Linked DNA regions of Rattus norvegicus: region 1 is linked to region 2. A link is a contact called in public Hi-C data. All regions are on one chromosome and are shown on one strand. Each heading gives the region's core, a stretch centred on a gene start, on an enhancer-like site or on the middle of the called end of the contact. The rest is flanking DNA. Distances are from core to core; before and after follow the strand shown.

Evidence for each region. A called contact is a pair of places that touch in the nucleus more often than the background predicts.
Region 1: a contact with region 2 is called in a Hi-C map of liver, with 3 times the contacts expected there. The contact joins the promoter of Cstf3 here to the promoter of Fbxo3 in region 2.

Annotation. Positions count from the first base shown.
Region 1 is chr3:111,419,888-111,422,587 of GRCr8, forward strand. It overlaps Cstf3 (cleavage stimulation factor subunit 3), which reads left to right and starts at 1,404. Exons shown (of 17, transcript NM_001077672.1): 1 at 1,404-1,567. The coding sequence starts at 1,541.
Region 2 is chr3:110,870,773-110,873,472 of GRCr8, forward strand. It overlaps Fbxo3 (F-box protein 3), which reads left to right and starts at 1,448. Exons shown (of 11, transcript NM_001109606.1): 1 at 1,448-1,573. The coding sequence starts at 1,470. It overlaps LOC108350426 (a long non-coding RNA gene), which reads right to left and starts at 1,905. Exons shown (of 3, transcript XR_001837188.3): 1 at 1,392-1,905; 2 at 458-582.

The DNA of each region.
Region 1 (2,700 bases), core at 154-2,653, 550 kb after region 2:
TTAGAGACAGCCTGTGTGCATGGATTTTAAAAAAGCTTGTTTTAATTAATTTGGTCATGATTTGGGTTAGTGGTCTTTCTGCTTGTATCTGTGGCATTAACAGCATCCTCTAGATGTTTTGATGAATACGCACACAGATGCACACATATATACATACATAAGCTATTTTATATTCTGCACTTTTTGGGCTTAATTTCGTGGATATCTTTAGAGTTATATATTTATCTTGTGTATGTCTATGCGTTTGTGAGTGCAGAAGTTTACATGCCATAGTGCATGTGTGGAGGTTAAAGAACAACTTTCTGGAGTCAGTTCTATCCTGTCAACTCATCGAATGCTAGTAGGATCAAACTCAGGCTTTTAGGACATCACAGCAAGCACCTCCATTCTTCGAACCACCCTGACTCATTGTGGATATTTTTATAAGTCAGTTACATCAGCAACAGTTTAAAAAATTGACTCTCCATTGTAAAAGACTTCTGAAATATTCAGACCTCCATTATCAAATGTTGCAGTGACTCCTAATATATGTACATGTGATTCACGCGACTGTTTGCTTAAAAGGTGAAATAGAAAGTTCATAGGCCCTTGTCGTCCTGGAGCCTTACAGGACTCGAACTCACAGAGATCCACCCTGCCTCTGTCCCCAGGGTGCTGTGATTTAAGGCCTAAGCCAAAAGAGAGGGTTTTTTTTTTTTTTTTTTTTTTTTTTAATTAAATCTCAGCTGCTGTTGTTATTCTTATCTTTAGGTAAGGAAACAGAGACAGAGAGAATGCAAATTGCCCAGGTTACTCTAGTGAGGTGAGAAGTCTGGGTACAAAGCAACATTTCGTACTATCCGTACTATCACCGCAATTTTGCAGACAAGAAACCATAGTGAGACGCTAAACTAAAATCCCGGGTCTGGTAGTGAACGGTGACAGCAAAAGTTAATACGAACTAGATTTGTTCCTCTCACCCCCAAGAAAAGAAAGTGTACAGAATGCCTTAGTAGACTCCTTATCCCCTAAACACGAGAGGTATTCACTAGCTCTCAACGCTGTTCCCTAAAATGGTCAGTTTGCCTGTACTGAGCGGATTGGCAGTCAGGCTTCAACGGGGAGGAGCCTGGCTCTGCAACTCAGTAATTAAATTCCAAGAAGCGCGGGAGCTCCCAGGCCAATCGGCTGGATCTTTCCGGCCGTCCTCAGAAATCTGGACAGCGGCGTCATCAGTTCCGGGCCGTGACGTTAGCTCACGCGCTGAGCCCGCCCCCTGGGATCGCTCTGCGCTTGTGCACCTCCAATAATCCGGGAGTTGAGCCTCAGCCCCGCCCATTGTCCCGGAAGTGAATACGGAAGCGACTCACACCCCCTCAGCCGGCTGGGGCGCAGCCATTTTAATTCATATCTGAGTGGGCGGTGGCGATTTTTGCGGCGGCTCTGGCTCCGAGGGACAAGGGGTAGCGTTACTGGTTTTGGTGGGGTTGTTTTTAGTTTAAAATTTTCCTTTCTAGCTTCCCATTGCCGGCCCGTGTGTACGTTGTAATCCTCTGAGGCCATGTCAGGAGACGCAGCCGCGGAGCAGGTGAGGAACGGGAGCGGTGGGGCCTCGTGGCGACTTCTCTCTCTGGCCTGTGGGTGCGAACACTCCAGCCCTGTTCGCGTGAGGAAGGGCCCTGGGGATCTAGTGAATCCCGGGGTCGGAAGCACAGCTCCTGAGGTCTCCCAGATTTTGACTTTTCTGTGGCGTTCACACGAAGTATTTGACTTAGACAATAGCTGAGACGTTGCTTCGCCCTGTTCGTTGCACTTTCTTCGGTCGGGACGGTTTATTTCATACCATTTTAGTGTTCCGGTAGTACCGGATTATTTTAACGTATATCTGCGTTGGCAATATTTCTCTCCTCTGCGCCCCAGTCTGCTGTCCCCAGAAATAAAAACTAAACCAATCTGGAAAATTCGGCCCCCGAGAGAGCGAAGGTTAAAAGTAGCAGTCCAGAAGTAGAGCATGGCTCTTCCGAGCTTTGGTGGAATTTTGCTTTCTTTCTCTCTCGTCAAGGAAAACGTTGTTTTTGCTTTTACGAGCACGCAAACATTGCAGAATTTGGTAAATTGAAAACTGGAAATGTGCTTTAGTCACTGTAGGTACCATCTGTTTGGATGGTAGATATGAATGATATCTAAGTATTTTACAAATTGGATTTTTAGATATGAGATCTCACCCTTTTACTGCTTGTTTGTTTATTTTGGATAGGGTTTTACTGAGTAGCCCTGACTAGGCAGGACCTTCTGACAGGCTTGCTTCCTTGGCCTCTAGTGCTAGGGTTATCTGGGAATACTGGCGTGCATCTTCATGTTGGGTTCTTTTGCTCTTTTATATCCTAAATTTTGTAGGCTAGTGTTTGCTTTTTATTGTAAAAAACAAAAATGACTATGAAAGATGTGTGTTTTGATCTTGATCCTAGTATATTTAGTTCTAAAAGAAAGGTGGTCCTACAAAGTTCTAAATTTCCTATTGCTATAGTAACGGAATACACTTGTATTTTTTTTCCTTTTCTTTTTTCCCCAAATCCCCACCTTATAAAGTAAAAATTATTGGAGGTTGATGGATGAGGTAAAATAGGACTGTATGTTAATGAAGTGTAGGTAAATTAGAACTTAATTACTTTGGGAAGTCTTGGCAGTGCTTTTGTATTTTATCTAATGTTAGGGTGCCCA
Region 2 (2,700 bases), core at 198-2,697:
AGCATGCATTTAGAGGTACATTCCCTCCCCCCTTTGGCCTCAAGCGTCAGTGTGGAACTGTGTGATCTTGTGTTCATTTAAAACTTTAGCATTTTGTTCGGAGTTCTAGCTAGCTTTACCTGTCAACTTGACATAGCCTAGAATGCTCTCTAGGACTACCTGGGTTTGTCTCTTCCCCAACCAGATGTTATGGGGTGACCCTTCCACATTTCAAAGAGCTGAGCCAGTACTGTGTTCCTGTCAGTACTACCCAGGCTTCAGGGCCAAGATGCATGTCCATGGTAAGATAGGAGCTGTGAATTCATGCCTGAGGGGCTTATTGGATCAGTCAAGTGAATAAGTGACTGGCTTGTGGAGTCTTTTGGATTCCCACACCTCTCAGGACACGGCCCCTGTGGAACCAACAGAAGAGAAGTTACTCCTTGGTCACTGCCCATCATACCTGCTCTACACTCACCTTAATAGCGTCTTTACGAAGCTGATGAATTGCACCTTCCCGTCCTACAGGGGTCTTACTCCGTTCAGTCCCCATGCCTGTGGCACTAAATCAGAGGGGCAGGCTATATCCTGTCCTCCTCTGTCCTGATGTTAGAAATAAATTTGAGGTTGAAAAGGAAAAGACCACCACGCCAACTATTGTGTCTAGATAATACAAACTTATGCTTATCAAGAGGGGTGTGCTCAGAAGGTTAAAAATGAATCAAATTTCTTGTCCTAAACACAAGTGTTATAGTACTTAATGGAAAATAATCACATTTGATTATTTCTTGCACTAAGAAGTTGGAAGAAACTTTCTCGGGGATGAGTAGGTTTAGAAGCCTGGTGACAAGGGCTTGGGCAATTAATATTTGTTGGGTATCTTAGACAAGGAATTTACCCAGAGGTCATTTTTTTTGTTGTTGTTGTTTTAGGATGGTTTTGCTTTGTGGGCTGTGGAAGAATTATAACCTCCCTATCATTTCAAAGTTGGAGTGCCTTCCCCTGTGTCTCTTTCCCATCATTCCTTCCTTACTAAGTGGACAAGGCTCAGAGCAGCAATCTAAAGTGCAGGTGGGAGTGAGAATGGTGAGGGGAGTCTGAGGCTGACAATAGAGATCGTGGATTGGACATGAAGCAATGGGTTTGGGACCCAAAGGCCAGGTAGGGTTGGTTAGTGTGAAATTTAGGGAGAGGCTTTGAGGATGCGAGATATAAAATATGTGGAAGAAGAGTTAGAAGATTCGGAAACAGACTGGCAGGGGTCTGGCTAAGCTTAGGAGAAGAGATTTGAAGGGAAATGCGGATCAGCTGATGACCAGAGACAGCGCAAGACAGCAGCGCTCCCGCAGGGCAGGCCTCGGGGTGGGCGGGGCATCCCGGGGGCGGGGCCGGGTGACAGTTACATAACTAACCTGTGCAAGCAGCCGCGGAGCGGTTCGGGCGGCGGGGGCGGGGCCGGGGTGGTGCCAGGCTGCAGCGGGCTGGGCAAGATGGCTGCCGTAGAGGCCGAGACAGGGTTGCTGACCCTGGAGTCGCTACCCACCGACCCTCTGCTCCTCATCTTATCCTTCGTGGACTACAGGGACCTAATCAAGTAATGGGGCGGTGCTCTCGGCAGGGGTGGGAACGTGGAAGGAGGCAGAGAGAGAGGCCGGGGTCGCTGACTGGACCAGGGCTCCCTCCGCAGCAGGGTGACTGCAGGGCGGCCGTTATCCCGCAGAACACCCCGGAGGGCTGAAGGAGACTCGGAGGTGGGATCTGGGCATCCAGGCCTTACTCCTGCCCAGGTCTAGACCCCCGGGAACTTAACGCCCTCTTCCTCAAGCCTCAGCTAGGCCGATTGCGGAAGAGAGGTGGCTTTCTGGTGCTGCACCCCGCGGACCCTCGCTGGCCCTTTGGGGCCTGGTCTAGCGCTGTGGAAAGGCCACTGTCTCGGCCCACGCGCATCCCTGTCGGGCCTAGGTCCAGGATGACCAGAGCCCTCATGGACAGGTAGAACGCGCGCGAGGAGGCCTTCAACCTTCTGACTCTCTGATGCCATCGTGATCGCGGGCAGCGTGCACTTTGATTTGTGTCTGCGACTTTTTTGGCTGTCAGCTTTCCTTTTTTTATGGTGGGTGGTTGGATTTTGTGTTTTGTCACCGACTTCCGGTGAGGCCTTTACAGGTGACTGCAGTCACCTCAGGGTTTCCCAGATGACAAACGTTTACTCCAAAAATAAACACTAGGAATTCGAGAATTCTTCCAGTAGTCAGGACTGTTTTAAGATGGAGGGACAAATGTCCCTGCTGTGCTCCCCTCTCTTGTCACCCTCACCCTGTGTCAGAATTGTTTACATTCTTGACAGCATGGCCTGGGTTTCTTGTTCTCCGCTGTATATTTGTAGAGGATGCAAAATGGCCCTCTCATGTGGGGAAGACATATTTTTGTTTTTTGATTGATTACTGGATCTTGGGAATTTGATGATTGTGTCCTCTGTTTTAGGGGCCTTTAAGAGGTGCAGATTTCTTGGAGTTACAGGTAGCTGTTGGTTGGGCTAGCTAAGTGGTCGCAGAGGTATTTTCTGGGTTTTCTGTTGTGGCCTCTACTCATACCTGTTAAAACACACTCCCCCTCGCCCCCATTCAGCCTGTACTAACACAGAGAAAGTTTTTCTGTGGGAAAGGCTGGCCAGCTCAAATGTATTTCATCTGAAATATTTTATTGCTATAACTTCTTATT